2 separate regions of the Sus scrofa genome follow, and region 1 is linked to region 2. The links are chromatin contacts, called in public Hi-C maps. All regions are on one chromosome and are shown on one strand. Each heading gives the region's core, a stretch centred on a gene start, on an enhancer-like site or on the middle of the called end of the contact. The rest is flanking DNA. Distances are from core to core; before and after follow the strand shown. Region 1 overlaps PTK2B (protein-tyrosine kinase 2-beta). Region 2 holds the start of PTK2B (protein-tyrosine kinase 2-beta).

Region 1 (3,762 bases), core at 574-3,073, 100 kb after region 2:
CCGGAAGATGATCCAGCAGACGTTCCAGCAGTACGCCTCCCTCCGGGAGGAGGAGTGCGTCATGAAGTTCTTCAACACCCTCGCGGGTTTTGCCAACATCGACCAGGAGACCTATCGCTGTGAACTCATTGTAATGCTGCTCTCTCTCTATTCTCTCCCTGACCTGAGCTCCTGTCCACTCTCAGGAAAGGGGGCCACGGGGCCAACTTGGGGCGGGGGGTGAGGTCAAAAAGAGGCTTTGCTTGCTTGTAGGTTCTGTAGCACCAGGGCCTCCCTGATGTGTCCCCAGATCCAACTAACATTAAGCTACTTGCCTGGAGAAGGGAACTGAGCTCCTGGCTCCAACTCTGGGAGGCGGGGCGGGGCCGGCAGGGTGTTGGGAGGGGGTATAATCTGTGTGGTGGAAGGGGTAGGATGGAAGGAGCTGGAAGGTCCAGGAAACAATGGCCTGTGTCTAGCGTCGTAGTGAAGTGTTTTCAAATTTCTGAAATGTGATCGGGCAGAGCTGGGACAACAGCCCATTTCTCCTTTGATTCCAGCAAGGATGGAACATTACCGTGGACCTGGTCATCGGCCCTAAAGGCATCCGCCAGCTGACAAGTCAAGATGCAAAGGTAGAGACTGGAGGCAGGCCCCAGCCACCTACCAGCCCCAGGCAGAGAGGTCCTCCCCTTTCTGCTGCCCCATCGCTGATAGCAGAGGCCCTTGGTGTCAGCAGCTGCAGAGAGTGCTGGGGATAACACATGGGGCAGGTTGTTCTTTATATGCATCCCCGAGAGGAGGCGGGCAGCAATGTTTGGGGAGTGGGTGGAAGGACACTACTTTGCTCTTCTGATTCAGATGAGAGAGTTGCTCTTCCAATGGCAACTCCAGTGGTACCCATGCCGCTGGGAGTCAGAGACCTGGGTCCAATCCTGGCTCTACCACCAACTTGGCCTATGACCTTGGGCAAACTCCGGCTCTCTCCAGATTCATTTTTTTTCTTCTGCAAGGGGCTTGAGCTAGATGATCCTTCTAACCTTAATCATCTTTGATTCTTTCTCCATCCCCTGAGAGACTCCCAGTGCCCACTTCTCCCTTGTGCCACACCCCCATGCCCCACTGACCCATCTGCACAGCCTGCTCTCACGAATGGGATGGTCTGAAGGGCCCCCCTCCTTTCCCACAGCCCACCTGCCTGGCCGAGTTCAAGCAGATCAAGTCCATCAGGTGCCTCCCGCTGGAGGAAGGCCAGGCGGTACTGCAGCTGGGCATTGAAGGTGCCCCCCAGGTGAGCATCCCTGGGCACCTGGACTCTGTGAAACAATGGGAGCAGCCACAGGTTGGGAGTTTCCTGCTCAGGCCAGCCTGGTGGGGCTTCCCTGACTGCTGGAATCTTGTTAAGAAAACTGCACCTTAGTTCTTAGACCAAGTAGCAGGATGATGATAAATTAAGGGAACTATTTCAGGAAGCAAAGTTATTTTTTTAAATATCAAGAAAGAAGTTGGAGGAGGTTTGGAGAGTAGGGGTGGGTAAAGTGACCAGAAATCAAAATAGAGCGCAGAGGTCTAACTTCGAACAAGTGAACAATGACTCAGAAGCAAGACCTCAGGGACTAGGGGCTTTTTGTGGCTGGAGGAATCAGAGAATAGACTGCAAACAGGTTGTCCATCTCCCCTTTCATCCATCTGTCTCCTGCCCCACTCCTTCCCTCACCTCTTTTCTCAGTTCTTGCCCTCATACTGAGCAGCTACTAGGTAGAAGGCGCACTCAGAGACCAGTATAAGTCGGAGCTGGAATGGCCTTCCTAGAGTGTAGGGTGGTCCATTGGGAGGGTAACGAGAGTGCCCCCTGGTGGCGATGGGGAATGCAAACCCAACCCCAGGAGAAAGGCAGACGGATCCAGGCCCTATAGTTTCTTCTTCTCCAGTCCTGTGCAGTAGACTCTAGCCAAGGCTCTGGAGTCTCACCTTTGGCTGGTCTCTTCCCTGCAGTCCTTGTCCATCAAAACCTCCTCTCTGGCAGAGGCCGAGAACATGGCTGACCTCGTAGACGGTTACTGCCGGCTGCAGGGGGAGCACAAAGGCTCTCTCATCATTCGTCCCAAGAAAGGTGCGTTTCCACTTGAAGGTAAATTGGCCCGAGGAGCAGATGGCGGCACAGCCCAGCCAGGCCCCCAGAGGCAGACAGAGCAGGAGAGGCCAAACCATTAACTGATACGAATGAAGAGGCTTTGGAAGTGTGGGAAGGGGCTCACTCAGCCCTTCTGGATGCTCCCTGTGGTGCCATCCTGGGTCCTCAGCTACAAGCCCTGGGCCCGCTGGCCCAAGCGCAACATGGGGACCAGCTTCTGGAAGAAAGATGTTCGTAGCCGTGGGAAGATCAAAGCTATGGCTAGAGCATGGCTAGTTCCGCCTGTATGTGTGATGGATGGAATCGGAAAGCAGGGTTCGGGCTGCAAAGTGACAGTGGCAGAGGAAGCCCAGGAGTTTCTTCTATTAAGAGGATTCCAATTCAGGCCAGCTTCCACTCCGACTTTGAGAAGCCACAGAAGGGCGGGAGGGGTCTGCCTGTGTTGGGTCACAGCCAGGACCGTGTGTCCCCGGCTCCAGCTCCCCCTCTCCTTCCTCTCTCTCCAGATGGTGAGAAGCGGAACAGCCTGCCCCAGATCCCCACACTGTGAGTAAACCGGAAGGCGGAAGGCAGGGGAGCTGGCCCTGCACCCATCCTGTGTCTTCCCAGCGCAGGCAGAGCAAACAGACAGCCTCCCCACCAACCCCGACCCCATGGTTTCTGGGCCCCAGGAGAAAATACTGGAACCCCACCATTTCACATGTGGTGATTTTTCACCAGTAAAATTCTCCCAGTAAATCCATATAGGAACACTCTGGCATCATCTCGAGGGGTTTGCTGCTCTCCTTTCCCCTCTGCCTGCCGCCCCCCCCTGCCCCCAGCCACCTGGGCCTTTCTCCCAGGTAATTGCCATCAGGACAGGCTGCTTCTCTAGGCAGGAGGGGGCACAGCACAGCTGCCCCTCAAGCCAAGGCTGCCCTGGGGGAGCACTGCCAGGCTCTGTGCTCATGTGGCTCCTGCCCTCCCATCTCCTACAGAAACACGGAGCCCCGGCGGTCCCACCTCTCAGAAAGCTGCAGCATAGGTAAGCTACCCATCTGCCATCCTCCACTTCTGCTTGCCCTTGTGACATCATCAAGGATTGCCTCAAAGTTACAGAAAAATGATCTTTCCCTATGACTCCTCAGTGATGGCTTTAACACCATTAATCCTAGTAGCTAACATGTATCGGGTTACAGCTACAGGGCACTGTGCTCATCCTGGTCAGCTCAGGTTCCATAACCAAAGACCACAGCCTGGGGGCTTAAAAGACAGGCACTGATTTTTCGCAGCTCTGGAGACTTGAGGTCCAAGATCAAGGTGCTAGCGTGAGTGGGTCCTGGTGAGGGCTCTCTTCCTGCCTTGCAGACGGCTGCCTTCTCACGGCCTCCTCTGCATCCTCACATGGTGGAGACATGTATAGTTCTGGTCGCTCTTCCTCTTCTTCCAAGGACACTACTCCCATCATGGGGGCTCCACTCTCACGACCTCATCTAAACCTAATCACCTCCCAAAGGCTCCACCTCCAAATACCGTCACACTGGGTGTCAAGGCTTCAACATAAGCATTTGGGGATGGAGGAAGGAGACTCAAACATTCAGTTCATGACAGTGTTAAATATGCAATAGGTATTATTTTATTTGATCTTTATATTCCCCAGAAACATTCAT
Region 2 (3,840 bases), core at 10-2,509:
GCCGCAGCACAAACTAAGCTGCAGCTGCAGCAACATCAGATCCTTAACCCACTGTGCCGGGCCAGGGATCAAATCTGGGTCTCAGGGCTCCCAAGATACCACAGATCCCATTGCACCGCAGCAGGAACTCCAAGGTATCTACATTTTAAAAGCCACTGATCATGCCAGGAGAAACAGTGTGTGTGGTTCATTCGTCTCAATCCTCTTTTCACAAAATGGGGAGAATTAAGTGAAATATAAATGCAGATGAAATGTAAACTGAATGCTTCCTTAGCACAGTGATTATTTAGACATGCTCACCAAATGCTGGCTTTGCCTTTCCTTTTTCTTGGGTGGCTGGTTTGCAGAGTTTGGAAGCAGGGTGTGAGAAAGTGTCACGAGGGGGTGGGAAGGGTATCGGGTATGAAGGGCTGCCACGTGTGGCTGCACAACTTTAGGGGGCACCATGTTTAGTTAGGGCTGCCCTGGTGAAGAGCATCTTCTAGAACTGTAGGAGATCCAGCCCTTCACAGGGTGCAGAATGAAGAGGTTTAGAGTGGGGGCTCTGGAGAAGATGCGGGGGAACGCTGAGTGACACACCAGCTTTTTGACCTTAATGCTAAGCCCTGTTCACCTCCTCCTACTCAGGAGAAAGTCTGGAATCTTTCCAGTGATAGGGAAAGGGGTTGCTAAGTGCCCTTGAGTCACTGCCTCAGCTCTCACTGCCCTGCTGGCCTGAGTGAAGAGGTGAACCGGCCTCTTGGTTCTGGGCAACAAAGTGGGCTGCTGTGAGCAAAGGCCACTCAACTTCTATGACTGTTCTTGTGCCGCACTCTGGTCCTGGCTGTTACAGGGCAAGGACCTCCTCCATATTGTTAGGGCTTTGGATGAGTTCTGCCAAGATCCTTGGTGAGAGTCACCTGGTCGCTGGTGCCCCCAGAAGAGGCTGGGCACTTTAGGGCATGAAGAGACCAGGAGGGACAACAAGGACGGCAGTGTGACAGGCAAGTGACAGTCTCCACCTCTGAAACCTACCTGGGGGCTAAGAGGAAACACCAACCTCTAAGCATGACCTTCCCAAGTTTCCAAGTGGAGGGAAAGGCAGAGGGAGGCGTAGTAAGAATTGGGAGCTCCACTGCTCACAGGGGGCAAAGAGCAACAGAAGACACCTCCCCCCACCCCCCACCCAGGGTCCGCCGTGGCCGCCAGGTGGGCACTTGTAGCTCTAAGAATTGGCGGCGGCGTCTATTTCAGAGTTTATGGTAAGAGGCTGGAGCCGCACACACGCTCAGCACCGCAGACAACACACCCCACCCTTTAAGGAAGTGGGGAGGAGAGCAGCAGGGGTGTGGTTAAGTCGGAGGGGGAGAGGGGAAAACACAAACCTGTCAGCGCTCTTACTCAGCGGAGGCCTCCGGAGCCGCCGCGAAGCCCCTCCGAGGAACCCCTTCCTTACCTGCGCAGTCCCCGCCGCACCTGTACCTGCCGCAGCCCCGCACCTGGCCGAGCCGAAGAGCTGCCGCCGGGAGCCGGCGCTTCCCTCCTTGTGAGTCCCCCTCCCGCGATCGGGGCTGAGCGCCCAGCCAGAAGTTGGAGGCTGGACGAGGTGGGAGGTTGGGGGGACCCGGACGCGAGCGAGTTCCTGAACCAGGAGCCACGCACCCAGAAGTGGAGCTGCGGGTGGGGGGTGGGGTGGGGGAGGGGATTCTATTTTTGGAGTTAAGTTGAGAGTAAAGGGTGTTTCTCCCTCTTAGTCCTCTTGACGTATTCAGAGCGGAGAGGCTGGGGCAGGGGGTGATGAGAGGGCGCAGAAAGGCCACCCGCCTCTAAAGGTCAGACTGGAGAGCTTTCCCAGCTCAACCGCAACTCCGGTATTGTAGCCCTTTGCCGCGCCCAGCTCTGCTCCTGCTGTCCCCTTTGGCAGGCCCACCCTGGTCACATTCCCACACACACCCGGCTGCTCTCCCCATTTGATTCTTGCTCCGACTGGAAGTAAGCAGGGTTTGGCGAGGAGTAGAGACAGAACAGTGTGTGTGTGTGTGTGTGTGTGTGTGTGTGCGCGCGCGCGCGTGCGTGTGTGTATTGTGGGGACTAAAGTTACACCGCTTGCTGCCACCCTAGGTCTTTGCAAAACTATTTCAGAATGCCCCTAAGGGGTTAAATTCTGTGCCGCCTTCTCCTCCTGTCAGGCTGTGCGTGGGCAAAGCCTTGGGTGGGTGAACAGGCGACATATGGGTGATGTTCTGAGCCCACCGAGCCCCACCACCTGCCCTAACCCTCAGCCATCTGACGCTGGAGTCTCCCCACACCCCGAACTTGGAGCTCAGTCCAATCAGGCTCCTTCTCTGAGGGGCTTGGAGGTGAAGGAGAGCGGAATTGTGGACACGGAGGGGGCATTCTCCAGGGGGATTCAGAAGCCAGAGGAGGAAGAGCTTTCCTATGACCCATAGCTGGACAGGAGCCCTCAGGCAATCGGTGCGGAAGGATCAGCGAAGGGGCTCGAGGTGTTGTCTCCATCCCTTGTGGCCAAGGAATGCAGTAGTGGAACTTTCACGCCTCGGGGTGGCTGGAGGGAGAGGAGGCAGAGAGGAGAAAGCGAGTGGAGATGGAGAGGGGAGGGAAGGAGTCACATTCAAGAGACCAGCTCCAGCAGGACCCTCTGCTCTTGTCCCTCATTCAGTAAGCATTTGCTGACTTCCTACCTGAGGCCAGGTGCCTGGGACCCAGCCCTGGGGCGTAAGGGGCAGGTGCTGACCAGCCCAGCACTGGGGGTTGGGAGGAGCCCATCACGATGTCCAGGAAGGCTTCCTGGCAGAATTGACTCTAAGTGGGGACCTGAAGGATCAGTAGAATTAGCCACAGGGCAGGGGGGGAGGGGGGGAATGAACAGCACAGGGCTCAGCAAGTGCTGGACCCAAGAGCAGAAGCAGCAGCGTGACGCACCCAGGAAACTGAAAGTAGCTCGGGTGTTCAGCACATGGAGAGTGCAGGGCGAGGTGAGCTGGAGAGGTAGGGAGAGATGGCGCCAGAAGGGCCTGCCCAGGCTGCCATGGCAACTCCTGTTACTTGGGACCAGAGCCATCAGCCTCCGCTTGACTCAGGGCGGGGCTGCCAGATTTAGCAAATGAAAATACAGGTCGCTCAGATTTGAATTTCAGGTAAGCCACGAATATCTGTCAAGTATAATATATATCCTAGAGGTCATGTTGTGGCTCGGCAGTAACAAACCCGACTAGCATCCATAAGGATGCTGGTTCTATCCCCGGCCTCGCTCAGTAGGTTAAGGATCCAATGTTCCTGTGAGCTGTGGTGTAGCCCAGCAGCTATAGCTCCGATTTGACTCCAGCCTGGGAACTTCCATAAGCTGTGGGTGTAGCCCTAAAAAGCAAAAAAAAAAAAAAACAAAAGAAGAAGAAGAAGAAGTATAAGTATGTCCCATGCAATATTGGGGTATACTTACACTAAGACATTACCCAGTGTTTATCTGAAATTCATGTAAACTGGGCGTCTGGTGTTTTATCTGGCAGCCCTCCTCTAGAAGGAAGCTGAGGGTGCTCCTGTGCTAGGAAGTGAAAGGTGGAGGGTGCCCAGGCACCAAGTGGACAGCCTCAGGACATATTATCTTGTGACCGGTACTCCTAGATTCCACTTTGAGGCTCCTTCTCTGATTAACCATGTTATTTCTAAAAACAACAACAACAACAACAAAAACTCCGGGAGTTCCCATTGTGGCTCAGCGGTAACGAACCTGACTGGTATCTTTGAGGCCACAGGTTCAATCCCTGGCCCCACTCAGTGGGTTAAGGATCTGGGGTTGCCGTGAGCTGCAGTGTAGGCTGCAGACACATCTCAGATCCAGTG

The links. Hi-C and Micro-C count contacts between places; a contact is called where the count stands out from the background.
Region 1: a contact with region 2 is called in a Hi-C map of alveolar macrophages, with 4 times the contacts expected there. The contact joins the enhancer-like site here to the promoter of PTK2B in region 2. A contact is called at or near these places in 5 of 5 promoter capture datasets (fetal liver, fetal skeletal muscle, liver and 1 more), 36 of 47 Hi-C or Micro-C datasets (adipocytes, adipose tissue, alveolar macrophages and 19 more) and 2 of 2 datasets of contacts at active chromatin or transcription factors (alveolar macrophages and skeletal muscle).

The regions. Positions count from the first base shown.
Region 1 is chr14:11,166,723-11,170,484 of Sscrofa11.1, forward strand. It overlaps PTK2B (protein-tyrosine kinase 2-beta), which reads left to right. Exons shown (of 31, transcript XM_001925998.6): 8 at 1-130; 9 at 540-614; 10 at 1,169-1,270; 11 at 1,975-2,092; 12 at 2,620-2,659; 13 at 3,091-3,137. Among named protein-coding and RNA genes, the nearest start is that of CHRNA2, 36 kb to the right of the region's middle. Within about 2 kb of position 1,824, at least 5 of the 83 cell types and tissues checked have an H3K27ac peak or open chromatin away from gene starts, as enhancers often do. A contact at or near this core is called in alveolar macrophages, where this site is marked.
Region 2 is chr14:11,063,841-11,067,680 of Sscrofa11.1, forward strand. It overlaps PTK2B (protein-tyrosine kinase 2-beta), which reads left to right and starts at 1,260. Exons shown (of 31, transcript XM_001925998.6): 1 at 1,260-1,525.